Linked DNA regions of Mus musculus: all the other regions are linked to region 5. A link is a contact called in public HiCAR-type, HiChIP or PLAC-seq and capture Hi-C data. All regions are on one chromosome and are shown on one strand. The core of a region is the stretch at or near the end of the contact, and the rest is flanking DNA. Distances in the headings are between cores, read along the strand shown.

Region 1 (3,778 bases), core at 930-3,429, 980 kb before region 5:
TTTTTCTGGCTTCCTTTGTAACAGGCACGCATATAATGCATATGTCAGGCAAAACATTCGCACACACAAAATTAAGTAAGTAAGTAAATGTAAAAAAAGTATATTTTTAAACTTGCAGCTAGGATGACAGATTAAAAGCTGCATCTGAGTGGATGCATAGACAGACAGGCAGACAGAGGACAATGGTTGCTGTACCACTAGGCCAATCAGCTCCTGCCAACTTCCTGACAGGCCACATTCATTTGCTGTATGCCAGGGAACTTGTAATAGATCCAGAGGTCTATTACTGCCGCTCCTCCAGGATGGAGGCCACAGCTGCCCTGCTAATCAGAAGTAACTTTCTCCCTCAGTGAACCGTTCATAGGAGCAGCCTGGGCTACTGGAAAGCAAACACACAGAGCAGATCCAAGTGGGCTAGGTGTGAGAGTGTGGAGCACAAAATGTAGCCAGGAAACCTGGATGGGAGGCAGCCTGCCAGGGGAAAATTGCCACCATTGCCAGGGGTGAGCTACACAGCAGAAGTACAAGCCAGCCAAGCCAGCTGGGGAAATTGGAGGCTGGTGGCGCACAGAGCTGCTCATGTGGGCAGGTCCTCCATAACTCTTCAGAGCCTAAACCAGAGACCCTGCCCCTGGAGAGGCCAACGCCCGATTCATCAGGGGCAAGAATGCAAGTTGCTGGGCGAGGCAGGGTAGATTCTGAAAGAGAGTAGTCTAGGTTCAGAAATCCTTCTGCCTGGAGAGACACCCACAACCAGCCTGAATTGCTGAGATTCCCAGTCCTCCCCAGCACCCTGTGGAGACGGACACTGAGGGGAGGGGGGCACTATGATCTCACTGAGGAAGAGGCACTAAGGGCAGCTTTCCGGGGAATTAGTTTTTCCCTATGTTTTTCTGTATTTCCTAATTTTAAGATTATTTTGATTTTTAAATTAAGTTTAAATTATTTATCATTATTAACTATTAATTATTATAATTATAGTTCGCAATTATATTAATTATTAAATTAAATTTGATTAATTTTAAATTATTCACACTCCTGTACTGTACTTTAAGTGTCTGTGTGTTCACCTACAAATATCTTCCTTATTTTATACTTCTCCAGCCACGTCTTCCAGTCTTGCAGTCTCCAACTGCAATGCTTCCTCTGTCACTCAGCAGACATCTCTTCTTTTAACCCCCTCAACCCCCCCACACGTTCTTTTCTCATTCCAAAGCAAGTTGGAAAGGTAGAGAAAATTCAGAGGACATGGGGAGGTATAGTGAAGTTTCTCAGATGGCAGCTCAAGGGACGGGTGATAAAGACGTTCCTCTCCCGCAGAGGTATTTACTTTCTAGTGAGCAAATTGTTTGTTTTATATTTCATAAATAACCACGATTCATGCCTGAGGCTGAGCCCTTGTGACCTACAAGGACTGCCTTACTCCTATGCCAGACCCCCCCCCCCCCCCAGCCCGCGAATCTCACAAACAAGGCTTTGTTTACAGTCAAAACATCTTAGTGTCCCCTGCACCCCAAATGATCCAGGAATTTACTTTATCAGCTGTAATGCAAGCCAGTTTGGAACCACCCCATCATCTCATGTAATGAAAAAGAAAGGCTTAGCAACCCTTTGAGGTGTAACTTCAGAACATGCGGCCCCTCAACAGACCTGGCTCTGGAGAAGCCCACACGCCTGCTCCCAGGTGTGTGGTCCCCTTTCGCTGTCGTCTGTCTGTCTACTAACCCCAGCGCTTAAGTCTCCGTGAAACGTTCTTCCTGTTAAACTCGAACCCTGCTTGATGCTCGCGTACCCTGAAGCTCTTTTCTGTGGTGAGGTCAAGGATCCCGGCTACAGGTTCTCTGGCAAGACGTCCTCGGGTTGCTGCGGAATAGGACCCGGAGCTGTATCTGGGGCCCGCATCTCCCTAGCACTGTGTTAATCCTGAGATTCGCCGGAGAAAACCCAGTTCCACCACTTGAAGTGGGCTTTATTAAATGCTGATCAAGATGGACTTTGACAAGGACAATTCCAGCAGAGTGGCCAGAGACGTATTTTGCAGGCACTTATAAGGACAAACGCAAAGACCACCGTACTTTCCCGTGTGGATCTGTTATTTTCTAAGAAATACAGCTCCTTGCATCCCAGGAAGGGCTTGGGCAGGTGGAGTTGGCAACTACAACTCCCAGCATTCCATGAAGTTACCCAGTGCTTGGGCCGGTGAAGCTTGCAACTACAACTCCCAGCATTTCAGGAGGTTACCTGATCCTTTGGCTGGTGGGGCTTACTAATTTTGTTTTGTTGTTCTTGTTGTTTTTGTTTTCGAGACAGGGTTTCTCTGTATAGCCCTGGCTATCCTGGAACTCACTCTGTAGACCAGGCTGGCCTCGAACTCAGAAATCCGCCTGCCTCTGCCTCCCGAGTGCTGGGATTAAAGGCGTTCGCCACCACGCCCGGCACTAATTTTGGTCAGTACACACTGAGCATTACACACACACACACACACACACACACACACTCACTCACTCACTACACAGAGAGGCCTCCAGATACCATGACACACTCCCTACAAAGTAGCAGGAGACAAAATTCCTAGAGAAGAAATTTCCAAAGGACTCGCATAAAAACAAACAAGTTAAGAGTGAGGAAAGGGGCGGGGCAGTGGTGACGCACGCCTTTAATCCCAGCACTCAGGAGGCAGAGGCAGGCAGATCTCTGGGTTCCAGGCCAGCCTGGTCTATAGAGTGAGTTTCAGGACAGTCAGGGCTACCGACTGGAAACCGAGTCTCAAAACAAAACGAAATGAAATGAAATGAAAACCAAAAGAACTCACACAGGGCAGGATCCTGGAGGCACGGGCTGATGCAGAAGCCATGGAGGGGGCTGCTTACTGACTTGCTCCTGATGGCTTGCTCAGCCTGACTGGCAGGGGTGGGTGGCACTGCTCCCCATGGGATGGGGCCTCCTACATCATTAATCAAGCACATACATACATACACACCAGTCTTACGGAGGCTTCTTCTCCGTGGTCCTTCATTCCTCTCCGATAACTCTAACTTGTACTGAGTTCACCTAAAACCAGCTAACACAGCTGAAGAAAAACTCAACTGGAAATCGAGACACTGATAAGACCCCAAGTAAAAATTCTGGAAACGAGAGAAGAAATCCATCAAATAAATAACACTACAAAGTTAACAGGTAAGACCACATGGGAGAAGAAAAAAAAAAAATCAGAGATGGAGGACAAAGTCAGGACAGGAACAGTTATGCACATATAAATAAAAACAAGCATGAGCCATGCATGTAAGAGATCTAAGAGACCAAAGCAAAGGACCCAAAACATGGACGTCAAAAGGAACAGACAACGTCTCCAGTTAAATTGTAGTAGAATTTCCAAAACCCACTGAAGGATGGCCAAACACAACAGGTGCACAGATCTCCAAACAGGCCAGGCTGGAGAAGAAGCCACGGGGACAGGGCAGAGTTGGTACGGGAATGGGTGTGGGTGGTGGGGAGGTTCTGAGGAACAGGGAAGGTAAGAGAGCAGGTGTCCTGAAAGGGAACAGGGCAGGGCAGGAAGGATGAGGGCGGAGTGGAGGGAGATGGAGGATCTAAAAAAAAAAAAAAATCAGACTGGGAGAAAATGCTATAATGAAGTCTATTAACTTTGCATGTTGCTTAAAACAAACAAACAAACCAAATACAGATGCCACAAGCAATTCCCTGGGTCACTTACAAATGACAGTATGCATGTGTGCGCAACTGTCAACTGCAATCTCAGGCTTCCCCACACCCCCGT
Region 2 (4,348 bases), core at 1,043-3,542, 860 kb after region 5:
ACTAAAAACAAACCCACTTCCATAGTTATTTCACAATTGGTTTGAAACTTAAAGACCAACTGACTTTATAGTTGTAACGAACTATACGTGATTTTGCACAGTTAACATTACCTGTGTGTACTGTAGGAGTCCAGGACATGGCAGAGGATGTATTTTAGATGTACTGGATATGATAATGTACTTTGTTAAGTAATCCACACTCAAATATAATCAGAAATTATCTAAGTAATGATTTGACCAAAACATTACTTACACAAATTTAAGACTATGGGACAACCGTTTTTGTTTTAAATAAAAGTCTGCTTCCTTTTAAGAAATTCAGGGAAGATTTGATTATATTGAAGATACAATATTTTTGTAGTATTTATAAACTGTCCTAATTGATAGACTATAGAAACCATTTTTGTCATACAAAGGTAAATAGGTCTATTATATAGAACATTTAAACCCTGTGAACATGACACCTACTAGGTTTGATTTATGAAGTGGCATAGACTCTAACCTTGCACTGAGCATCTTTTCATTCACATCTCTCCTGCCTTTGTCTCAATGGCAACAGTACAGAAAATTCTGTCAAACCTCAGAATATAGTAGAAATAATTAAGCTGTTGAATGAGTCTTAAAAATTATACTACTGTTAAGTGGACCAAGTTTGATGAAGTAGAATGTGAGAGGTTGATTAAAGAAGGAGCTACTCAAGGACTTTGGAGTGATAACTTTTCCACTTGAGAACTACTTTATGTTTTACTGTAATTTTTTAAATTTTTTTTTGTTCTTTTTTGTTACTTTGCAAAAGAAAATAGTATTTACAGGTGGCTTCTTTTAAAATATAAAAATATAAAGCAGGAATGTATATGAAATGTCAGATTTTATTGTATTTGCAGAGTATTAGCTTTGAAATTGAATAAAGAAAGCTGTTTGTAGTTTTAAAAATGCCTTCTTGGTATCAGTTAGAAATTTCTTCTATTTTTTATGTACTTAGAGTTCTTTGAGGTATAGAGTTTTAAATGGCAGGATTTTACAGTGTTTACATGCAAGTGCATTTTATAAGTGTTCTATATGTGTAAATTAGTATTTTCAACTGGAAAATGTTGGCTGGTGCAAAAGGCCTGGCCTTTTTTCTGGTTCCCATGATGTTGCCTACACTGCTAGACTACAGTATTGCTTTGTATCATGAGGCCAAGAAATTCCATGTTGTTTGTAAATAGAATAATTGAAAAAGCAATAAACATTTATTGAACAAAAGAAACTTTGTTTGGCCCAGAGTTTATGTTGAACCAAATTGTTCATAGCAATTTAAATTTCTTTAGATCCATTTCTGTTAATCATCAGTTATTAATAATCACATCCATCATTAATAGTTGCTTTATTGCTTGCATCTGAGAGAATACTAATGCTTAATAGCAGTCAGATACTTATAACTGCACTGACTGTTCAGAATTCTTTATACCAAACCTGTTCATCATTGTTTCCAATTTCCTTCATTGACTGCTACTAACTATTAGTTGTTAGCTGTATTTTATTTCTATTTTTTTCTTTTAACAAGTCGGGTTTTTCAAATTATTTTTTGTGGGAGTGGGCTCTTCTTCATTTGTTCAAATCATGATATGAAATTGTCATGATTTTTATTGTATTCTGTAGATGGTGTCAATCAGTTTGTCAGAATTCAACATGCCTTTTTTTTATTAGTTGTGATTAGTTTTCATGTTGTCATTAAGCTGTCACTAGCTGAAACTAATCTCTTCTCTATCTTTTCTTTTCTTTTTTTGTTTTGTTTTTTGTTTCTAACCACCCAGCCGCCACCGGCAACTAACCTATGACCTTCTGACCTCTGAACTCTTCACCCAATGATGACCTGACCATGCCTGCCTGCTGATCAGTTAACTGGTAATCGCCTTTGCTTGCCTGTCGTCAGTGCAGCGAGCTGAGGCACTTGTCCGTTCGTCTTACCATCTAACCAAACAAAAGACAAAGAAATTGTCCTCCAACTCAGCTTTTCCCCCCCTGTTTGGGTGAAAGTGGTTCTAGAACCTGCACTGAATAGTAGTAAAGCAATAAGGCCCGATTCATCCCACAGCACTGATCATCTCTCAATGCCCCACCCCAAGCGAACGGTAAGAAGGCCTCTCTTAAGAAGGGGAGACAGATGGCCCTAACTACTCAGTGACAGAGGCAGTTACTGTGAGAGACTTGTAGGAATTTTTTTCTTCTCCTAGCGAAGTCAAAGCTCTCTCTGAATGTACTGTGTGACAATGCATCATGCATGAACCTTCGGTCAGGGATGTCGTTGGGGAAGTGACTTCAAAAGTATTCAAAATTTGACATGCTGTTTGTTTAGTCACTACAGTGCCCTCAAAGGGCAGACATTGCAGCCTTTTTATATTGCCTGCCAAAATTTGAAGTATTAGAACAAAGTGTGCCATGAGAGAAAAACTTAACAAGGAGTTTTGAAAAGAAATGCAAAGAACAAAACTACAACACTATTTTTTAAAAAGTTGAGTATCTGAGTTAAAATTTCCAAATCTTTATTTTACACCACCTTAAAAATTATATGAGAACAAGGTACATGCATTATGTGTCACATTACTGGGCAAACTGTTCAAATATTTTTTTTAAACCTCCCTGTATAGAAAATATCATTAAGGATGTAAAAGCCATGCTTGCCTATTTGCTGTATACATGTAATGAAATTGTAGATAAAGTGTAGTGCATTGAAACAAATGAACAAAAAAGTAGATACTTTTACTATACAAGGGTGCTGGTGCAGAAAAAAATATATATATTTTTGGAAATGTAGCATTTTATACTTTCAAGTGTTATAAAAAAAAAGAAAAAGAACAAAGAAACCCTTTATTTCATTAAATGATTTTTTCTGGTGGTTGTCAAGAAACAAAAGACCAAAAGAGCCTTTTTGTCTTTCTTTTTTATTTTTTAAGTATTGGAATAAGTCTAATGAAAAAGAAAGTGCCTTATTTTTCTTCATGGTCATTTAGTCAAGTGTCCTGTAAGATCAGCTCCTCCCTCAGAATAAAGTTACTGCATGTTCCTCAGTCGCCCAGTATGTGAAAGGAGATATGAGAGGAGACAAATGAGTTGATGGTCTAAATTATAAGATTTGTGTCACATTATCTTGATGCCAGTTTGCCAAATCTGATACTGTGAAAAAATTTGATAGCTTTTCTAATGTCTGACTAGTAAATTTTAAAATGTCATTCTTTTACAAATCATAATTAGTACTTTTGGTTATTACCGTCTTCAGTGTTAGCCCAAAGATTCTGAGGTTTAGAAAAAAATTATGTAAGATCTGAACATCAGTTTGCAGACAAAATTAAATTAGAGCTTTATTTTATTTGGAGAAGAGGGATACAATGGAATTTTTCCTTACCAATTAGAAATAATTGTAATGCCTAAAAAACTTTTTCACAAAAATGAATCTTTGAAATTTTTTATTGTTGAAAAAGTGTTAAGTAACATAAATCTAATCAGATATCTTATGTAGTCCATCTCTGCTGGCTTTAGTAACTGCTCCTAAACTTTTTAACTCTAAAGGAGCGTGGAAAGCCCGCATCACAGTGTTCAGTGACTGCTCTGCTCCATTCTTTCTCCTCTCCAGTTTCTCTCTTGAAAGTCAAACAGTTTTGTAGTTGAAGCAGTCCGTGTGCAAAGCCTGCATCTAAACACTTGCGTTAATAAGTCATTAACCGCTCAGTACCAGATGTGGCAAATCTCAAGTGATTGTGGACTCCTGGCTCATCAACTCATGCCCTCTTCCATACCCTCATGGCTTCACAGTCAAGGTCAGCAGGAAGCTCATTGGTCACCTTCATGGTGACCTCTCCATTATTCTGTCTCACTTGGAACCATTTTCAGTTTATTTACTATGCAATAGACAGTCCTTGTTTTGTACTCAGCTAGCTTTGATTTAATGTACCACTGCTTTGTCTTTCTGTTACACATATGGTTTTGATTTATTTACAATATATGCTGTGCCATTTTGATTTTTATTTTGGTTGGTTGGTTGAATAAATATGCGACACTCAGAACACTTGAGGTGATAGTTTTAAAAAAAACAAACAAACAGTACCAGTATTTGATCCAGTCTCATCTCAGCTGTGTTATACCTGGACAATTTAGATGTTTATCAAAGGTCTTTTATGGGGAAGAAAGCAAATGTGTAAAACAGTAGACGTGTGACGTTTATGAGTAATGCTGGCTCTGAACAAACTTTTGAAAACTTAGTTGACAGTGTTTTGAGTCAACTGAAAAAAAGCATGACTTTTGGAATCTCTGAATGCCTTGGTTCTCAGTATTATCACTCTATTGAATTTTTTTTTCTTATTAAAGTATG
Region 3 (3,866 bases), core at 3-2,502, 730 kb after region 5:
AACCACAAAGTAGTCGTGTTTACAAACTCAGTCCTATCACCTCACAAAATGGCGACAGAATCTGTACATTCTTTTGATCAAAGCTACGCAATGCTCACTGAAAACATTTACTAAATATTCCTACTAACTCGCACTTTTCCACGAAATGCCCTGGTGCAGAAGCACAAGAAATTCAGTCTTTCTCCTGTGCGGAATGTTTAGGAATCACATAGTCAGGTCTGGGTGACAGGGCAGGGTGGGATCCTGGGGACATGTTTTGAATCTTCCAACATGAAGTCTTAGCTCTCTACAACTGACTTACAGGCTGTCACGGAGCTGCGCAGAGCTTCTAGTGTGTTCAAAAGGAAGCTAGGGCTCAGTTTCTGCTTTGCCTCCCTTTGGCAGAGCTAAAGTTTGGGCCATGACCAGGCCTGAGGTAGGATTTCCTAGTTTTTTTTTTTTTTTTAGCATCCTAGGAAGATAGATGAGCGGAGCCAAGGTTACTTGTTTCTTGCATCCGGAACGAGTGTTTTAAAGTAACAAAACCTTAATCTTTTTGGATATTGAGACCTACAAAGGAAAATAATCAGCATTGTATGGATGACTTCAATAGACTAGCTGCCTGCAGACTCCCCCGCCTGGGAGTGACATTGAGGGAGCCCTCAGATCTCGGTGTCTGGAGACGCGAGCCAATGGGGGCTAGGCAGACGATTCTTTCTGGTGCTTGATGTTCCGGACATTCCGACGTCCCCGGTTCATTTCCAATGTATGAATACATCACTCTTTCTATTAAGATACCACGAAGACCACCTGTTACTACAGGTGATTTACATTCCAAGCTAGAATTATAGATTCCTTTATGCAAACATATTTAGGGAGAGTTCACTTTAAGACGGAATTTAGCTCCCTAATGAAAACAGCGCATAAAGGACCCTAACAGCTTCTGCGAGAGGTCCAGACTCTTAACTGGAGAAAGTGGGGCTTAAAAGAAAATGCGGGTAGGTTCTTTGTCTCCTAGGAAACTCATTTCCGACTTGGGAATCGGGCGAGTTACTCCCCTGCCTCACGCACATTCCTACCCGCTCCAGAGCGCTCCAGCGGGCAAAGATGGAACTCTGTTCTTTCTTTTGTGTAGCCCGACCGTTTGTTTCTCTCCTGACAACAGCTTCTCCTCCCTTCATCCTCCCCGCTTTCTTCCGGGCCTGGGAACTGCGAGGCCAGGAGCTGTGTGGCCGTCCCTTTGCCGGGTTTCGGGTCCCTGTGCGCAGGCACGCATTCATTAGCGCCACAAGAGCACCAGAGTCCCGGACACCTCATAAATATTTAGAGGTTCCCACCACCTTCCAGAGAGCCAGGGGGAGAAAGAGAATTTAGTGTGGAGTTGGTCAGGGTAATATGCATGTGAATCAGAAGTGGGGACAAAGGATGAAAGGTGCTGGAAACTCCAACAAACCCGTGATCCCCGGGGGTCATTCTGCCTGTTCCTGCCCACACTATCCCGGGCCGGCCTTCTTCCTGCGCATGAGCGGACTGAGCCTGTTTCCGAAGACTGTTGGCAAAGGATGTGTGCTCTTTGTTCTGTCCCGCTCTTTCTTAACAGACAGGTTTGCTTTGCCCTCTCCACTGCGCTGGCGGCTGCCTTCTCCTTTGCCACCCACAGAAGTGAGGCATGAAGATCTAGGGGTCTACACTAATACGTAAGGCAAGAAAAGGGAACAGAATGTGGCTGTGTCGGGGAAAACGTGCGCAAAATCAGCCTGTGGGTTAGACACAATACATCGACACTCACTATGGAAGGTTGAAAAACTTCCATAAATGTTCTGTGCACAGAACCCAGAATCCCAAGAGAAAGTCTGCACGCAAACAGCTACCTTGACACCCACACACCCTATGAAGCTTTTAAAAACTATTTTTAAACACTCCTCCTGGCTTTTATTTTGGGAGGTCTGGAGTGCACAGAGCAAGGGAGAGAGCAAAGGCTCAGAGCTCAAGAGAGGAAGCTAGAGCAGTCTTCCTTTCTTCCTAAAGCACTGTCTCACAGGAAGGATGACCAATGGCCTTAAAGCCTGGGAGTGAATACAGGGGCAGTAAAGGATGGATTGGCCAGGCTAGTTTTCATCAGAAAGGAAGAGGATGGCAACATGGAACTAAGCAGCTTTGGGACAAAGACTCCTCTGTGGAAAGGGGGTTGCTTTAACCAGGTAGGAATTTTAAGTCAAAGCCTTGTAATACCTAACAGTGGTTGAGATGAAACACATGGATTATAGGTCTTATGAAGCATCCTGCTTAGTTTGGGGTACACACTATACAGCAATGAGAGCCTGAATAGTTAGCAATAGAAAATAACTTACATCCTAGTTCACATTTTGGAAATACCTGGGATTGCAACTATGTTGCTTTGAACGAAAGTGTACAAATATTACTAGTTAAATCTTACTATTAGGAAACATCGGAGGAAATGTGCTAAATTTCATAAAAACTTCCAATTTGCCCCAGTTCACTACTTACTACAAGAAACCTTCAATCAGATAGAAGCTCACTGAAAATTAAAAGGAATCTGGACAAAGCTGGTAAACTGGTACCTTGCCCTTATAAGCTGGTGAAAACTAGCTCCAATCACCTTAAGGCAGGAGGAAGTTTATGGATCAGGGTGACAGAAATGTGAATCAACCGTAATGAGCTCAAGAGCCCCAACAAGCCACAGGGAAATGCTCTCTTCAGCTCTGCTTTTTCCTGACTTCTTCAGCAAGCCCCTCACCGAGCTACCAGGATTCCTGAAGCATCTTTATCTTCAGCCAGTAATCTGCCTAAACAAGGGGCCCTGTTTTCTGCTGACAGCTTCAGCAGCACTTGCCACTCTTGCTTTGGGTCAAGTAGTAGCTATCCTTGAACCAGTTACTGGGACCAACATTGTGTGTCCCTCCACTCATCGTGGACTGCCTGCTCAACTTGGTGACTGTGGCAATCCATTTCTCTGAGAGGGGAGAGGGAAGTACCTCTTCTTACAGGAAGGTAAAGGACAGGGCGCCTACTGGACAGGTACCACCAGTGACATCACTCACATTCCACGATTCAGTACTGGCCCTTTCTCCAGCGCAGGGTCTATCTGTGGCCTGCCAAGCGCATGTTGGTGAAAATACAACACAACCTTATCTGGGCTACGGGATCGTGGCAAGGGAAAGCTCTCGAGAATGGCCTTTGCCCATGCTTTCATTGTGGGACCTGTGTGGCTCCTACCCAGCTGGCTTGAATCAGTCAGGCAATGATGGAGAGCAGAAAAAAAAAAAAAGGATATTTGCAGGCCAGGCCTAGAAGGGGTGCAACCAGTTATATCCTGTTGACCGGAAATCATCACATGGTCACACCTAGTCTTTGGGTAAGTGTGAAAGGGAGGTTTTGTGTGCAGGATGAAAGGGAAATAACGTTTAATAAACTACCACCAATCTTTATCTCATGACTGTTGTGCAAGTGGGTTTGAAATCATGGGTGCACACTGCTGCTCCGTCCAAGCCGTAACTACACTCCTACTGTGATGGTTCCCATAGACTAACTCGAAGTATGCACTACCCCACATCCACACGTGGGGATCCACGCATGAATGCAGCAAGCAGCATCCCCATGGGAAGAGGGATAAACAGTCACAGAGAGGCCAATTACTTGTACTGGGTTGCAAAGCTAGAAATCGGTGGAGCCATGATCTCACAGAAGATGAGCTAGGTGGAGTTGCTCTTGGAGACAATAAGAGAAGTGTTTTTGAGGGAATAGGAGGTGCCACGCTTTGAAAGAGCACTCAGCCAGGGGAAGACATAGAAAAGTGCATCTTACTTCATACATGGTGTCCCAGAGGAAGGCTCATCTGGAGATGCAGCTTAAAATTGAGATGTGCC
Region 4 (3,856 bases), core at 1,033-3,532, 690 kb after region 5:
AACTGAGCCATCTCCGGAACCCCTGACGACTCTTGTTAATGTGTCAGTGTGGCTGCCTTCATGGAATAGTAGCAGGAGGAAGAGAACATGACAGGCCCTAAACCTTCCTTGGGGTTCAGAGGATCAGAGAAGCCTGCTGGTCCTCAGCCCTCTGAGTTCTGTAGGGCCCTCAATGACACAAAAAGATACTGTGGATCCATTCAAGGGCCCCTTGGTTGCACAGCTCAGTGCTTGAGTCCCAGCAATGTCATGTCAAAACAGTCCTAAAAATAAGGACTGATGTCAGGAGGCAGTAGTCTGAGAGTCAGAGATGTGGGGCAGAAAGAGAATCCACCACCATCACCACCCCGCAGCGGTGGTCCACGCTGTTTCCCTTCCTACAGACAATGAAGAACTGTGTCCACAGAGGTTCAACTCCGGCTTCAGAAGCACCCTAGGGTGCTCACTTCTCAGTGATGATCTGATCCCTGTAAGCTGTGACCTCTGACCTACACTCCCAGGCTGGTGCTCAGCTATGAGTCTGAGAGGTACCTGGGCTGCAGCCAGAGCTCTGACCACCTCCAGGACAGTGAGCATCTCTGCTGGCCTCCCAACTCTTTACATAGCTAGCATCTGCTGGGTCTGGACAGGGACAGAAGAGGGATATGGACATGTGGCCACCAGTACATGGGACCCTACAGGCAGCTCACTCCCTAAACATCCAGGGAGAAGCTTCGGGTCTCCCAGGACCAGCTGCTGCCGACCGACCGTCACTGGGACCCTTTTTCTTTTCTGATCGTTCACATGTTAGGATCTGTAGAAGCTCGTAAGACAGCCAAGTAGTTACGAGCTCAAAAGCTTTGAGAGAGATTTTCTCTGAGGACTCGTTAATGTGATGTTTAATGGAATAGTCCCCTATCTGAATCCTGCACTGGAGCTTTTAATAGAGCTGATAAGCGCTGGGCAGGGCATGTGGCAAAGCAGACATGCCTGACACCCTCCTCAGCAGGGAGGGGACTGGACAAAGAAGGAGGAATGATAGGGCAGTAGGAAGATGGGGGTTCACAGACTGACATTAAAAACCCGCAAACAGGGTGGGAATGGTACCCCATCCGCAGGGTAGCTTAGTGGGGTAGTTAAAGACACATTCTAGTGGCCAAGCTCCGTGGAGCCGCCTCTCAGAACTACCATTAACTTGGATAAAAACCATAAATTAGCCCAACCATGAATACAAGCATTGCCTACTCCACCCCCTGCTACCCCACCCTGGGGCCTAAAATACTCAGGCAATTCTTGCCAGGTGACTCATGACTTCCTGGGCCCACCCCGTTGGCCTATCGCCCCACCTCCCTGGCAATATATACATGCTGAGGGAATCTCTCTGAGTATTTTTGGGAGACAGCTGTTTGCTCTTCTAGTCAAGAGTCTGAGAGGCACAGGCACAAAGTGGGCTGGACCCAGGAACTGGAGTCAGTAAAAGTGGGCAGAAAACATGGATGTCTGGATGGCCCTGCAGCTTTCTCTGGTTCAGGGAACGGATGGGCAGATGGCAACGTCTCCGTCTGAGGGTGGAGGAGGGCATCTCATTTCTCACCAGAGATTTCAGAGATGAAATGAAGGTGTTCTCTCCCCGGTGTTCAATTCACTGCACAGACATGAGGCAACCCACCTGGAATGTGCTAAAGCTTAGAATCACGGGTGTCTTCAGGCTGTAGAGAAACACCTCCAGACTCTCCTGTCTTCCTAAGGCTGGGATCCCATTCAATCCCGAAATATTAGGTGTTTCTTCACAGGAATTTTAAAAGGGGATGGGATAGAAGGCATTTGATGAAACAAGAGTAACAGATACCAACCTTTCTGATTTGTACTCTGTATTATACACAAACACATTCAAAGAGTCAATGTGGAGACTCATGCCTGCAATCCCAGTACTCAGGAGGGGAGATAGGAGGATCAGAAGTTGAAGACCAGGCTTGGCTACCAGAGAACCAGTTGTATAGTGTTCCCTTTGAATAGAGGAATAAGGGAAGCTTGTAAGACTCAGGAAGTAACTGAAATTTACAAGGATGAGGAAGGAAATTCCAGACAGCACCCAAACTTAGAACATTTACAAGGTTCAACCCCCCAAGGTTACATAAGCAATAACAATGGCTAGGGATGAGGAGTCTCCAGTCTGACCAGCTGCTTGCAAGCCATGCAGGGAGCTCAAGGACATGTCTTCTGTGAGTTGTCACCCAGGCTAGGGTGGGACTTTTCAGAGATACAGCTACCATTATGTCACCTGTACTCCTCTAAGTAATTCCAACATGCACGCTGGTTCACAAAGCTAGAATTAGATAGAACTGTTACTTCGGTCTGCTGCTGGTGCCCTGTCTAGGGTAAGTGAACTTTTAATCACATTTCAACAGGAAAAGTGTTGAGGTTTGATCTGTAGCTGTGTATTGTGATGCTAAATTCTGTACCAGAAGGTCTAGGCCTTTAAGTGAATTCTTACATTTACAAGCTTTTGTTCTGCAAACCTTGTTCCTTAATTTAAAACTGTTGATTAAATAAAACTGGCTATAGCCAATTCCTGGAGGGGTTAGAGGTGGGTGGGTTTTGAGTTACCTGACTTGGGATGAAGAGGAACATTAAGGAAAGAGGAGAGACCAAATGAGGAGGAAGAACAAGGAGAGGAGGAAGCCACCATGAGGGGAAGTGGATCATGAGCATGTAACGTGGCCAGGCGAAACAGCAAGAGACTGGGGTTCACCACTGGTAGGTAGCCAGGCCAGCAGTGAGAAGGGTAGATTAGGGGTGAGCCCCCAGTAATTGTTAAAGCCAAATAAAATAACCATAGTCTGAGTCTCATTTATTTGTAAGCTAGTCGGGGATAAACTTATATTAGTTATACTACAGTAAAGTCACACAACAAAGCCTGACTCAGAATAAAAGCAAAATTCTAAACAGCTTTGCAATAATGAAACCCAGTTAACTTTATTTAATTCAACATTTCCTAAATTTTTTTGTCTGAAATGAGTGTGTGTGTGTGTGTGTGTGTGTGTGTGTGTGTGTGTTTGCAAAACGTGATGGACAGAATAATACCCTTCCTCAGGATGTCCACATCATCAAACCCTAAGCCTGTGAATTATGACACCTATGGATAAGAGGGTCTTTTTGTATGTTTAACCCAAGTGTTATCCTTGCTAGTTGTTGTTTGATGGTTTTGTCGACTTGATGCAAGCTAAGATCATCTGGGAACAGGGAACCTCGATTGAGAAAATGCTTCTATCAGATTAGCCTGGGAACAAGTCTATGGGGGCATTTTCTTAATTAGTGATTGATGTGGGAGGGCTCAGCCCACTGTGGGCAGTGCCTCCCCTGGGCAGGTGGGCCTGGCTTATATTAAAAGGAAGTTGAGAAAGCCATGATGAGCACGACTGTAAGTGATACCTGTCCATCGTTCCTATCTCTGTTCCTGATTGACATTCCTTAATTGACTTCACTCAGTGATTGACAGGGACTGGGACATGCAAGACAAAAGTCAAAAATGAAAAGAAGACCCTTCCATCCGTTTCCTTCTTTTGGTTGTGGTGTGTATCACATAGTAGAAACCACACCAGGATACCTGGATTCTCCAGGAAGGCCTAACCTATCACCAAGACTCTATAAGAGCAAGGAGGAGCACAGAGGAGATGGCGTGGAGGTTGGGGGTAGTGTGTCTGCAGATGGGGGAAGAGGCCACAATCCAAGAGTGGGGGTCCCCTCTGAACGCTGGAAAAGTCAAGGAAATGGGGTCTCCCCAGAACCTTCAGAAGGCAAGGACTGCGGACACCATGATTTTAGGGCTTATTTTATAACTCTGACCTTCGGAACAAGTGAACTTTGTGGTTGTAAG
Region 5 (4,144 bases), core at 922-3,421:
CACACATTGGTACAGTGTGCTTACATGTAGCATCTTTATATAAACAGACTCATTTCTTTCCTTACAAAGTTGCAAGACTAGGCTTATAGTTATTTCTACCTTTAAAATGAACAATGTGAGACAGAGAAGCTAAATTCACTAATGTGCATCCTGCATGTAAAAATCAATTTGCTTTCATGTGTTACATTAAAAACTAGACATAATCTAAAGATTTAAGAGGTAGATGAAGATATAAACACTGTTAGAACACCATGTATACACTTAGCATGGTATTATGTTAAGCGAAAAAATCTTAATGGATACAAAATTGGTTCAAACTCATTACGTCTCCATACAAGTCAGCTATTCATAAAGGCAGAGGCTAGTCCATGTAGCACAGCCTGACAGACATCACTTCTCCTCTGAGAACTCTCCAGGTGGGTCTGCTTCCTTTCAGTGACAGGTGGAGCTAAACACATTACAGAGTCCTCTGTCACAAACCCTTTCTCCACTTTCACCAAATTTTTATTGTTTATAACAGAAAATTAAAAGAAAATCTTTGTGTGCACATGTACCATGTATATGTGCGTGAACACATGTGTGTGGAAGTCAAAGGATGACCACGCATGTCAGTTCCCACCTTCACAGAATTTGAGGCAGGGTATCTTGTTTGCTGTGTATGCTAGGCTCGCTGGCCTGCTGGCTTCTGACCTCCCCTTAAGAGCACTGAATTACAAACAACTGTGTATGACTAAGTTAAACTTAAAGAGGGCTCTGGGGATCTGAACTCAGGTCTTGTGTTTGTAGGGCAACCTTTGTCACTGAATGATTACCTCAGCCCCTAAGAACAGAAAGGCTCTTCACTTACTTTTTAACTCTCAGAATTTAGAGGCTTTAAGGATAGCCTCAAAAGTGTCAGTTGGGTGGCCTCTACTTCCTGAAGTTGTCTGCTCCCTTGTCAGGAAACGAAGATACTCATACTGCTTCGTGCTCACCCCTTCACAATTGAATCTATTCCAGTTGCTGTAAAAATATTTCTCTCTGGGCAAATATCTGTGAATATTAAATCTGTACCCTAGGTCCAGACCCAGGTTCCAACAGTTTGTTAAATATCTCCTTACATATCCATTCTTCATAAACTCTCAGCACCCCTGGACATTCAGCTCCCTTCCCATGGCTTTCTATGGCACCCCTTTGCTGTCTATGAATGAAATCGAAGGACCAAGTCTGTCAAGATTTTGTCAAATGCCCCAGGAAACTCCATCTTTTCCTGTCTTCAGTATTGCTTCTGCTTCCGGAAGAACAGCACCTGGCTTGCCTCCCAAGCCCGTGGTGTGTGTTTCCTTTTCATCTGAAGAATCCATATCTGGATCCACTCGGGAGCTCTTTCCTGGTGCCTTCCCATTAGATATACAGCCTCACTTTTGAAACATCACGATACTCATCTTTAATGGGTTATACAGTAATAATTACACACAGCCTGTGCATATTATATGCGTTCGGCTGGACCACGTGGCTTTGTTAGTGATTTTAGCATATGTAGTGCTCTCAGACAGTCTGAGCTAGTGTTGCTTTAGTTCAGAGGCCTAAGCGGGTAAGAAGCAGACTCCCTGAACGAACTCCCTCTAACCAAGCCACTGAAAAGCTCTGAACACTGGGAATTCTAAACGTGCGAATCAAGGTAAGACAGTTGAACCAATACATTAACTGTTATAAAATCTATCTGTCCCTCACGCCAGTTAGTCTTACTGAACAAAAAACAGCCAACTGCTACACGTACCCTCCTTTGTACAGGTGAGGGGATTTAAAATCTAATGGCTCTCATAATAAAGTCTATCTGGATTCAAGAAACAGTTTTAAAACCATTTATTTGTGAAGGAAACAATCTTAGGTTTAGAAGTTGGCAGGAACTGCAAAAGCTTTTTAGTTGACTGAAATTAAAAAAAAAAAAAAATCCAAACACTTCTTAGCACAGGCACTTCCCTTATGAAACAAATTGCCTGAAAGCAAAGCACAGCACTTTGTGCACAATGGGTGTGAGTCCTCCTGCCACCAAAGGGGGCAGGCGGGGGGGGGGGGGGAGATAGCAGAATCATTTGCATTTCTATAGTTTCTTTGTATACCCACATTCCAAAAGCATTTCACAAAGCAGCAAATACGTCAGCGCACTGCCTGGCCTGGGCAGTCAGAAGCTCCGAGTACAGCACAGGTCCCCACCCTGCTGTGAACCAGGGTGCAATACCACCCTACACAGAGTGGAGGGGACGCGCTTTTCCCTGCTTCTAATCACTTGAGTAAATGTGGTTCATATTTGCCGGACTTCCCTCCAAAACACTCACTGTTCTCTCATTCTAGGCAAAGGGCCCGTGCATCAATTGCTATCCAGTTCCTTGGATGCCTACAAAACTCATCTCTCCAAATGTACAAGATGCCATAAAGAAGCGGTTTCCACAGCACAGCAGGGGCCAGATACCCAGGAAGTAATAGGCAGGAAAGCAGATCCCCACAGTTTAGTTAGTTCTGTTTCAGGGGCGTCGGCCAGGGGTAACTCCGTCTACGCCCCCGAGATACAAAGATGGACTTTTGCTGTGTGAATTTGATGCTTCCTGTCCTTGGCTCAGAGCCCTCTGCAAATGGGGGCCCTGGGCCAGTGTCTGCTGTAGTCCAGGCAGCAGCTATGAGTGTCCTCCAGGGGTCACAGTTGGGTTGTAAATCCCTCACTAGGCATGGCCTGAGCAGCCTTCTTGGGAACGATTTATTTGAATCCTTCTTCATTACGATTCAAATAGAATAAGGAAGGTAAAAATTGAACAGACCCAGAAATTGTGCCTTCCTGCTCCCTCAGTCAGTAAACATTTATTCACTAAACTGAGCGCGCGCGCCCCTGGCTTCTCTCTCCCGGTCTTGGCTCACCCACACTTGTTCCTCCAGTCCTTCCTGCATACTGTTTTAATGCATAATTAAGAAGGTCAGAATTAATGAAGCCGTGCGGAGTAAAGTTCAAGGAATCCCCAGGTACTATTTATTCTATTAGATCTCAGGCGTGAATGTCAGATTGGCAGCATTAGCTGCAGGGTCTTTGGCCCTGGCTACATCCCAGGGACCACCCACCCAGGGAGACTCACTTGAACCGTCAGGTGATTCGGAAGCTCCTTCCCGGCAAAAATCACACGCAGCTGGTCAGCTGGAACCCCCTGTCGCTTAGCAACCACTTCCTTGAGCTGCAAGATGCTGGTGTCAGAATCGACCTCCACTGGGAAGCCATAGCTGGAGTTGAACCTGACAAACACTAGACAAGACCAGGGGCAGAGAGAGAAGAAAGAATATTACTCCAAACCCTTAATGGCCAGTGAAATGTCTCTGAAGCAGCTTGCCCCTCACCTGCCCTCCAGTGCATGGCATATATTTTCTTCCATTTATCACAGAGCATAAATTTATAGTATAGAGCAGTAGTTAGAAAAAAGACAAAACAAAACAAAACAACAACAACAAAAAAAAAAACAAACAAAACCAAAAACAGTTTCCCCTAGGTGTTTTTCCCTAGGTGTTTTCCTGCTCAGACCCTGGTCAGTGACCTGCAGACTACGGCAGTTTTGTGCCTTTCACAGCCCTCCTGGAACAGAGGGAGTAAAGCGGAGAACTTGCTTGATTGGAATCTCAAGATTCCCATGAGTGTATAGACTATTCTGCTCCAAAAGACTGAACAAATGCTCACTCCCTCCGCAGAGTCCTTTGCATAAAACTCAAAGGCAGCATGTGGATGCCCCAGAAAGAAATGGTGGAAATGGAAGCCACTGTGTAGACAGCTGAAGAGAGCTTGGGGCCTATGAAAGAACTCTGGGCAAGGTTTTGAATCTAGGTTCTGTGAAGAGTTCTGGACTCTGTGAAATGGTTGTAGGTTCTTGATAAGGCCTCCATACTCTGTGTAAGGATTTTGCACCCTGTGTTCTTAGCTCACAGGTGACAGTGGATTTCGAGCGAGATCTTGAAGTGACATCACCTCTGCTGTTGTGATCACTCTCTTCATTAGAATCTGGCTAGAGTCCATGATATCTCCCAGACTGTCTTCTCATTCCCCTTGTCACACCATCTCTAGCATTTCTCACATCTGCCTGCTGTTTACAACCACCCACTCTTTTAACACCACTCCAGGTGAGGCTCTTAG
Region 6 (4,349 bases), core at 1,766-4,265, 950 kb before region 5:
ATAGCAGAGAGCCATCTTAAAGGGCCAGTAAATATCCCCAACAAAATTATAGAAGAAAACTTCCCTAACCTAAAGAAAGAGATGCCCATGAACATACAAGAAGCTACAGAACTCCAAATAGACTGGACCAGAAAAGAAATTCCTTCTATCATATAATAATCTAAACACCAAATGTACCAAACAAAGAATATTAAAAAGCAGTAAGGGGCGCTGGGTGTGGTGGCGCATGCCTTTAATCCCAGCACTTGGGAGGCAGAGGCAGGTGAATTTCTGAGTTCGAGGCCAGCCTGGTCTACAAAGTGAGTTCCAGGACAGCCAGGGCTGTACAGAGAAACCCTGTGTTGAACAACAACAACAACAACAACAAAGCAGTAAGGGAAAAAGGTCAAGTAACATATAAAGGCACACCTATCAGAATTATACCAGACAACTCACCAGAGACTATGAAAGCTAGAAGATCCTGGGCAGATGTCATACAGACCCTAAGAGAACACAAATGCCAGCCCAGACTACTATACCCAGCAAAACTCTCAAATACCATATACATGGAGAAAACAAGATATTTCATGACAAAACCAAATTTATACAATATCTTTCCATAAATCCAGCCCTACAAAGGACAATATCTGGAAAACATCAATACAAGGAGGGAAACTACACCCTAGAAAAAGCAAGAAAGTAATCTTTCAACATACCCAAAAGAAGGTAGCCACACAAACATAATTCCACCTCTAACAACAAAAATAACAGGAAGTAACAATCACTTTTCCTTAATATCTCTTAACATCTAATATCTAATAAAATCAACTTTCAACTAAAAGTTATCAAAAAAGATAAGGAAGGATACTTCATACTGGTCAAAGGAAAAATCTACCAAGATGAACTCTCAATTCTGAACATTTATGCTCCAAATGCAAGGGCATCCACATTCATAAAAGAAACTTTACTAAAGCTCAAAGCACACATTGTACTGCACACAATAATAGTGGGAGACCTCAAGACCCCACTCAGCAATGGACAGGTCATGGAAACAGAAACTAAACAGAGACACAGTGAAACTAAAAGAAGTTATGAACCAAATGGATCTAACAGATATTTATAGAACATTTCATACTAAAGCAAAAGAACATACCTTCTTCTCAGCACCTCATGGTACCTTCTCCAAAACTGACCATATAATTGGTCACAAAACAGCCCTCAACAGATACAAGAAGATTGAAATAATCCCATGCATCCTATCAGATCACCACAGACTAAGGCTGGTCTTAAATACCAACAAAAACAACAGAAAGCACACATACACATGGAAGCTGAACAATGCTCTACTCAATGGTAACTTGGTCAAGGAAGAAATAAGGAAATTAAAGGCCTTTTAGAATTTAATGAAAATGAAGACACATCATACCAAAACTTATGGGACACAATGAAAGTGGTGGTAAGAGGAAAATTCATAGCTCCAAGTGCCTCTGAAAAGAAACTGGAAAGAGCGTACACTAGCAGCTTGACAGCACACCTGAAAGCTCTAGAACAAAAAGAAGCAAATACACTCAAGAGGAGTAGACAGCAGGAAATAATCAAACTCAGGGCTGAAATCAACCAAATAGAAACAAAAAGAACTATATAAAGAATCAACATAACCAGGAGCTGGTTCTTTGAGAAAATCAACAAGATAGGTAAACCCTTTAGCCAGACTAACCAGAGGGCACAGAGACAGTATCCAAATTACTAAAATCAGAAATGAAAAGGGAGACATAACAACAAAATATAGCTTAAAATAATTATTCTGTTTAATATTAACAGTTGAAATATTAAAATCATGTTCTACAAACATCATGGAAATATTATTGATAATTTATATCAATGTGCTTGAAATTTGCATTTTCTTCATGTTTAACTTCAAAGAGTTTTTGCTATTTTGAAATTTTAAAAATATACTTATTGATAAAATAATTTCTCTCCTATAAACACTGATAATCTTTATTAAGTAAACTGATTGTTAGACAATGTACACAGATACATAATGCATTTTAAATACTCTCTCACTATGTCAGGTGGTATCAAATAAGGGCTTTTGTATATATATATATACTTTTTTTTTTGAGACAGGGTTTCTCTGTATAGCCTTGGCTGTCCTGGAACTCACTCTGTGGACCAGGCTGGCCTCAAACTCAGAAATTCACCTGTCTCTGCCTCCCAAGTGCTGGGATTAAAGGCGTGCGCCACCACTGCCCGGCTTTTTTTGTTTTTTGTTTTTTGTTTTTTTTGTTTTTCGAGACAGGGTTTCTCTGTGTAGTCCTGGCTGTCCTGGAACTCACTCTATAGACCAGGCTGGCCTTGAACACAGAAATTTGTCTGCCTCTGCCTCCTGAGTGCTGGGATTAAAGGCATGCGCCACCACTGCCTGGCTTGAATATATTTCTTAATGATTCATTTTTAATATTCTATGTTCTTTTACTATGCTTAATTCCCAAAGAAAATATTCTGTATGTTTTGAAACAATTTAGTATTCATCATTAGATATAGGATCCTCAGTTATGGGTAGTATTAAATATTCATTAATGATATTTTTAGGGTATGAAAGAATATGAATATAAAAGTTGAACAAATTTTTTACATATTATTTCTCAAAATACTCAATATTATTAATATGCTTGATGTATAAAATGCATTAAATAATAAAAATTTAAGAAAAAAAAAAGGAATAACTGGCTGGTGTGTGTTTTCTATTCATGGATCCAAAAATAGCTCCTGGCTGGGTGTGCGTGTGTGACTCACCAGGAACTTAAAGTGTTGTAGACAAACCCACTGGCTACAGTGGACTCCAACGCAGTAGGTGAGAACCCACTTTTAAAATTATTTGGAGAGTCTGCGATGGAATGCACACACAGGAATGATATAAGTCTGGGGTGGGGAGTTCTCAGGGAGAGGATTCCAGCATGCAGAACTAGAACAAAGGAACACAGCTGCTGCAAGAGAGAGCTCAAGCTGAGAGACTGGGAGCTCCTGCTGTGCAAACAGTCTGACTGGTTCCCAAGTGCTAAGAGGAGACAGTGAGAAGCAAACAATAAAGCTGCCTGCCTCCAGCCAACAGATAAATAAAGGATAGAGATTTAGAAATCTGATTTAATTGTTTTTAAGGATAGAAGGGAATATACTGATTTTGCCTGAGCCATGTGGGGATTTCTTCCTGGGGTTCAAAAGTGATACAAAGAGTTTAAGATGAGAGGCAGAGAGCCAGATGGTAGATGCAGCAGGCATTCAGCTCCACAGAAAAGTGAAGTTAGGGAGAATGAATGAACAAATGCTTTAAAGAGATGTAAAAGTCTTGCTGGGACAATTTCTTGGATCTTTGAATGTGGTCAACACGGGATTTCTGGGATTGTCAGCCTAGTATGATAAAAACTAGAGCCTGTAAATAGACTTGTACAGTAAGTAAAAGGGATTTAATTAAAGTTAAATACAGAGACATATAAATATTGAGCTTTTGATCTTAAAAAAAAAAAAAGGTTACAAGCAGGAGGTAGGGAGCCTAGCCTATCCCAGACAGTAGAAACTTGGGCCTTGAGAATTATACAAAGAGGAAGGGACATACTACAATATGTACCCACAGTAGGGGTATTAATGTCCACAGTAGGGAGGATTCAAGTTTACACAGATGTATCAATAATTTAGGCCTTGATCTCATGAAGGTCGGGGCAGGGAACAGAAGAAGCACTGTCTCAACAGATAATATTTGTTTGGATAGCTTTAACTGCTTTGAATTGTTTTGATTATCAAAATGAGTGTGGTTATGAGTTTACTGATTGTGTTAAAGCTCCTCATGGAGAGAGGTCAAGCTGTACCCATGATGAATTCCCGTTACTGGACCAAAGACGTGCTATTTTGGGAGAAAGGCTCTGTATTTGTGTTGACAGGAAAGGAGAATAGGCTCTGGACCCCTTCCAGAGTGATATGTATCAGATATTATAGGGGAAGACCATCTGAAGATCTCAAAAAATTCGAGAAAATCACACAAGACAGGTAAATCAATCTGCTGATTCCTCGACATGGGAGCAGCCCAGTAACTGGCTTAGACATAAAAATGTCTCTAGCCAAAACTTGAGCTAAAGTGAAACAATAAATCTTATTGGTTATGGAATCCCTAAGATTCTTTGCCTTCCTTCATATGACATGAGTGAAGATTTATTACATTTGGTTATTGATAAAATTAACTCATAAAAGAAGACAGTTTTCTTTCACCTGCTCAAACAAGGATCTCTGCACCCTGCCCAATCCATATGAATATCTGACTGGTACTGAAACTTTGGTTGTGAGATTCGTATACTACAGAATATACAGCTTTGGCAAGA
Region 7 (3,862 bases), core at 811-3,310, 990 kb after region 5:
GCAGCGATACACACCGTTGCCATGACAAAGAGCTTCTTAGGTGGCAATGTCTGACCCCTCTGCCTTTGTGGCTTCTGCATCTTGTAGCATCTGGCAGGACCACTGTCAATAAAGACCTTATCAATAGTGAGGCGTCAATAGCCACCCATGAGTTTAACTGCAGGGACAAATATTTGTGAATACTGGCCGGCCACGTTCCCATGATCCCCGCCTCGGTCCCGTGAGACAGCTGGGGCTCTTCTCATTTGCAGATGGAGAAACTGAAGCACAGCGTGGTTCAGTGACTTGCCAGGCTGTGTGTAACTAGATCAATTCATTTATTCAACACATTTTAAACTTTATGAGGAAGGAGCTGCCGTGCTGGAAAGAGTTCGAGTCAAGCCTGATTAATTGATGGGCAGTAAACACAGGGCTTGCTTGGGCCTGGGTGCTTCTGCCGTTGAGCTGAACAAGGCCAGCCAAGGGACAGGCTAGGATCAATCTGAATTGGAACGCTGTGAGAATTTGGAATGCAGAACTAAAGTATGTGTGCATATCTGTGTATGTGCCTGCCTGTGTGCATACATATATGCATGTATCTGTACACACGAGCCTGTATATATGTGTATACTTAAATTCTTCTATGTATGCTAATATGCATACATGTTTATGTATATACATGAGTTCCTGTATATGTGTATACATATGTATTTACATGCATGTATGTGTGTATATATGTGTCCAGAGGTGCACACGTGTGAGTGATTGTGTGCTTAGACATATGTGTGAATGAATGACTATGAAGATACATGTGTGCTTGTGTATATATGAGAATTTATGAGTATATGAGTTAGCATGCATGTGTCTTCATGTGTATGTGTGTGCCTACTTATGTTTATGTATATACATGTGTGCCTGTGTGTATGCGTGTGTATGTATGCATGGATATGCTTCTTTCTCTGTATGTAAAGAGGCACATGAGTGTGGGGTGGGTATGTGGGAGCCGGGTGGGGATTCACAAGGTCATCTAACCACATCCTCTCACTGGTGAGTACCCTACAAGAACCCACAGCTTCCCGACTATCACTAAATCTCCTCAGACCTGCTCACTGGCTAGAATAAACAGAGCCCAGGAAGCACCATGACTGAGATGTTTGGCTTCTTCCTTTGACAGCCTGAACTTGAGAGACATGATGGGTAGCACTCTGGCTAGTTGAGAGCAAAGCAGACCAAGGAAAACAATTACTGAGGGTGGGCATCAAGCCCTGGAACCTCCTGGAAGGCCAAGACCTGCTACAAATGCAGTGCATACAGAGCGGGTGGGGGGGGGTCCTCAAAATCAAGTGATAATTTGGAGAAATTGATGCCACTAAGACTATGCTCTGTGCCATCATGGCGCCTGTCAGCAGTACTCAGAGTTATCGCTCTGCACTTTGCTAAGCATATGGAGGGAGCAGATCTTGGCTGGGCTCCAGACATCCAAAAGTTAAATTAATGGGTCCTGCCATGAGGGCTACTAATTAATGGGAGTGAGGGAATGTCCAGCACTGCGTTGTTCCTTCTTCGTTTTTCTTAGAGGGGTTTTCTTCCCAGACCCAACCAAAATGGCGCTGTGTTCAACCTAGTTCTTCGTCCTTTCCCTCTGGGGGTGGGGGACGGGGTGGGGGTGGGGACTGGGGACTGGCCCTAGCTTGCATCTGGTTTGTGGTTCCGGCCCATTGGGCTCATTCGTTTATTCAGCTGACACAGAGGGTGGGTGGCAACAGTGTAATTGCAGGAAAATAGTTGGCATCTTCTCCTGGAGGGTGTTGTGAACCGGTGGATCTTCACTCTGGCAGCAGTGTTTTGAGCTTTGGCTCTGGACTACTTCTGCTCATGCTGCACGCTCAGTCCTGATGAGAAGTTGCAGGGTCTACGCGCAGGCAGCTCACAGGGGTCATTCCAGGCTTCGTGTCCTCTCCCTGTAGACTCCGGGGTCAGCACAGCTCACTATGACAGGAACACTTGAGTGCCCGTGGACTGGAGAGCAGGAGGCTGAGCAAGCTGATGACTTGCTAGTAGTTGTATTTTAATCCTTCCTTGGCTTGCTTCCATTTGGGCAAACAGATGAGGTAATGTGGTTGAGGGAGGACACTTGTACTAGATAGTCTCAGCCTCTGACCTTGCTGTTAGGTCACCCACAAATGGCTGAGGTGCCTATTAACATATCAAAGCTGATGGAGGCCAGCTGTTCCCAAAACACTCAGTACCTGTGGCTCCTCCCACCACTTCTCACCCAGACCACACCCTCAAGCCTCTCCTTCCAAGGGACAGGGCTTCCGCTGCCCTTCCCCATATAACTCAGCCATTGAGGCCATGTCCATCTCTTGGCACCAGGACCTTCTTATGGTCAGCGCTTCTCTGCCTCCCCGGCTCCTTTCGGGGTAGGTTAGTCTGCGGGCCACATCCAGCCTAGGCTCTTTGCTCTTCAGGCTTTCTGACTTCCATCTACAGCAAAATTTCCTCCACACTTAAGGAGGTGGTCATGTCCTCCTTTTGTTTCACTTTTTCATCCATCTGCCTCAGCTACTCCCTCCACACATTTGGAAGACCTATATCCATCCAAACATTAACAAAAGAAACTACCCTATTTTAACAGCTGACCGAGAGGAATGTAAATGGGCCTGCCTATAGGTTGTGCTTGGTAACTGTGCTGGCTTTGTAAAGGAGAGTGTTTCTGAGAAAGGTGGGCTATCTGGTGCCAAATATTTCAAGATATCAAATGTCTATGCTGAACGGGGGGGTGGGGGGGGGAAGGAAAGGACATGACAGCTACTCGGTATGTAGATAAAAGGGAGCAGGGAGCACAGAGATATCTGGGAGAGTCCAGAGAGGACATCACTCTGATCCATGTGAAGAGTGGAGGCAGGGGACAGGGACCAGATGTAGCAGCTGGAAAAGTTACAGGGTCAGGTGGGGGTGGGGTGCATAAGAGGGCGCAAGGTAGGGACTGAAGGATGCTGGGAGATCCTGGCGGCCAGCTCAGCTTTGATATGTTAAATAGGAATCTCACATTTGTCCCAGGGTTTGAGAGTTAACACTAGCACTGGAGGATATCTGGCCAAATCAGAGAGATTCCCGGCAGGACTCTGATCTTCCCAGAAGAATTTGCATACAAAGCAGACAGACACAGAGTGGCACGAAATGAGCTGGTGTAGACACAGCCAGCCCTGGTTATATAGCACACAGCTCTAGAGCAGAGGCTATCCTGTTTCAAAATGGTCTAATTTTCTATTACAAAGCTCTTTAGGTACACTTTGAAAATTAACTATGTGATAAGAAGTTAGTCATTTGATAAAATTTGGAGACATTTTTCTTTGAAAATAAACAACAACAAAAAACTAACAAACCATCTGGTTTCATCTATTCAGAACTTCACTTAAAGACCCCGCCTTCCATTCTCATTGTTAATGGCTGTTTATCTTCTTTGCCTTTGACCTATGCGGTTCTCCCCAGGGTGAGGGGCAGAACTTGAGTTTAGAAAACATATCCTTTGCTGTTACACAAAGAGATTTACATTTCAATACTTTGTGGAAAATGGAGACTGAATGGCTGCTGGTGAAAAAATTGTGTTGGACCCGAGACTTAAGAGAGGATTTTTTTTTTTTTTTGTAGAACATGATTTTAATATTTTCAACTGTTGTTATTCAATAAACAGAATAGTTAAAGATATACTTCATTGTTATGTCTCACTTTTCATTTCTGATTTTATTAACTTGGATACTGTCTCTGTGCCCTCTGGTTAGTCTGGTTAAGGGTTTATCTATCTTGTTGATTTTCTCAAAGAACCGCTCCTGGTTTTGTTGATTCTTTGTATAGTTCTTTTTGTTTCTATTTGGTTTAA

What was found. HiCAR-type assays count read pairs that join an accessible place to other places. HiChIP or PLAC-seq counts read pairs in DNA pulled down with a chosen protein or histone mark. Capture Hi-C pulls out chosen DNA fragments and counts their contacts.
Region 1: a capture Hi-C map of embryonic stem cells shows a contact between it and region 5, with 4 times the contacts expected there. The contact joins two enhancer-like sites. A contact is called at or near these places in 1 of 115 datasets of contacts at active chromatin or transcription factors (embryonic stem cells) and 1 of 9 other capture datasets (embryonic stem cells).
Region 2: a HiCAR-type map of astrocytes shows a contact between it and region 5, with 4 times the contacts expected there. The contact joins two enhancer-like sites. A contact is called at or near these places in 1 of 484 Hi-C or Micro-C datasets (adipose-derived mesenchymal stem cells), 1 of 115 datasets of contacts at active chromatin or transcription factors (astrocytes) and 1 of 9 other capture datasets (embryonic stem cells).
Region 3: an H3K4me3 HiChIP or PLAC-seq map of neural tube shows a contact between it and region 5, with 10 times the contacts expected there. The contact joins two enhancer-like sites. A contact is called at or near these places in 5 of 39 promoter capture datasets (cranial neural crest, frontonasal cranial neural crest, hippocampal neurons and 2 more), 11 of 484 Hi-C or Micro-C datasets (adipose-derived mesenchymal stem cells, cerebellar granule neurons, cerebellum and 7 more), 12 of 115 datasets of contacts at active chromatin or transcription factors (astrocytes, differentiating embryonic stem cells, embryonic basal ganglia and 8 more) and 1 of 9 other capture datasets (embryonic stem cells).
Region 4: a contact with region 5 is called in a HiCAR-type map of embryonic stem cells, with 4 times the contacts expected there. The contact joins two enhancer-like sites. A contact is called at or near these places in 2 of 115 datasets of contacts at active chromatin or transcription factors (embryonic midbrain and embryonic stem cells).
Region 6: a capture Hi-C map of embryonic stem cells shows a contact between it and region 5, with 6 times the contacts expected there. The contact joins two enhancer-like sites. A contact is called at or near these places in 1 of 115 datasets of contacts at active chromatin or transcription factors (astrocytes) and 1 of 9 other capture datasets (embryonic stem cells).
Region 7: a contact with region 5 is called in a capture Hi-C map of embryonic stem cells, with 4 times the contacts expected there. The contact joins two enhancer-like sites. A contact is called at or near these places in 1 of 115 datasets of contacts at active chromatin or transcription factors (embryonic stem cells) and 1 of 9 other capture datasets (embryonic stem cells).

Annotation. Positions count from the first base shown.
Region 1 is chr17:12,042,827-12,046,604 of GRCm38.p6, reverse strand. The region is part of intron 10 of Prkn (parkin RBR E3 ubiquitin protein ligase); the gene reads right to left. Among named protein-coding and RNA genes, the nearest start is that of Gm46604, 13 kb to the right of the region's middle. Within about 2 kb of position 2,179, at least 25 of the 459 cell types and tissues checked have an H3K27ac peak or open chromatin away from gene starts, as enhancers often do. A contact at or near this core is called in embryonic stem cells, where this site is marked.
Region 2 is chr17:10,207,080-10,211,427 of GRCm38.p6, reverse strand. It overlaps Qk (quaking), which reads left to right. Exons shown (of 8, transcript NM_001159517.1): 8 at 1,797-4,348. The coding sequence ends at 1,813. Among named protein-coding and RNA genes, the nearest start is that of Gm34972, 63 kb to the right of the region's middle. Within about 2 kb of position 2,292, at least 16 of the 459 cell types and tissues checked have an H3K27ac peak or open chromatin away from gene starts, as enhancers often do. A contact at or near this core is called in astrocytes and embryonic stem cells, where this site is marked.
Region 3 is chr17:10,332,812-10,336,677 of GRCm38.p6, reverse strand. No RefSeq gene overlaps it. Among named protein-coding and RNA genes, the nearest start is that of 1700110C19Rik, 10 kb to the right of the region's middle. RefSeq lists an enhancer at 1-3,115. Within about 2 kb of position 1,252, at least 204 of the 459 cell types and tissues checked have an H3K27ac peak or open chromatin away from gene starts, as enhancers often do. A contact at or near this core is called in astrocytes, cerebellar granule neurons, cerebellum and 13 more, where this site is marked.
Region 4 is chr17:10,376,132-10,379,987 of GRCm38.p6, reverse strand. No RefSeq gene overlaps it. Among named protein-coding and RNA genes, the nearest start is that of Gm39565, 6.5 kb to the right of the region's middle. Within about 2 kb of position 2,282, at least 49 of the 459 cell types and tissues checked have an H3K27ac peak or open chromatin away from gene starts, as enhancers often do. A contact at or near this core is called in embryonic stem cells, where this site is marked.
Region 5 is chr17:11,066,253-11,070,396 of GRCm38.p6, reverse strand. Prkn (parkin RBR E3 ubiquitin protein ligase) reads right to left here. Exons shown (of 12, transcript NM_016694.4): 2 at 3,105-3,268. Among named protein-coding and RNA genes, the nearest start is that of Gm41526, 66 kb to the left of the region's middle. Within about 2 kb of position 2,171, at least 82 of the 459 cell types and tissues checked have an H3K27ac peak or open chromatin away from gene starts, as enhancers often do. A contact at or near this core is called in astrocytes, cerebellar granule neurons, cerebellum and 13 more, where this site is marked.
Region 6 is chr17:12,020,112-12,024,460 of GRCm38.p6, reverse strand. All of the region lies in intron 10 of Prkn (parkin RBR E3 ubiquitin protein ligase), which reads right to left. The region is part of intron 1 of Gm46604 (a long non-coding RNA gene); the gene reads left to right. Among named protein-coding and RNA genes, the nearest start is that of Gm52293, 8.9 kb to the left of the region's middle. Within about 2 kb of position 3,015, at least 9 of the 459 cell types and tissues checked have an H3K27ac peak or open chromatin away from gene starts, as enhancers often do. A contact at or near this core is called in embryonic stem cells, where this site is marked.
Region 7 is chr17:10,078,314-10,082,175 of GRCm38.p6, reverse strand. No RefSeq gene overlaps it. Among named protein-coding and RNA genes, the nearest start is that of Gm34972, 66 kb to the left of the region's middle. Within about 2 kb of position 2,060, at least 50 of the 459 cell types and tissues checked have an H3K27ac peak or open chromatin away from gene starts, as enhancers often do. A contact at or near this core is called in embryonic stem cells, where this site is marked.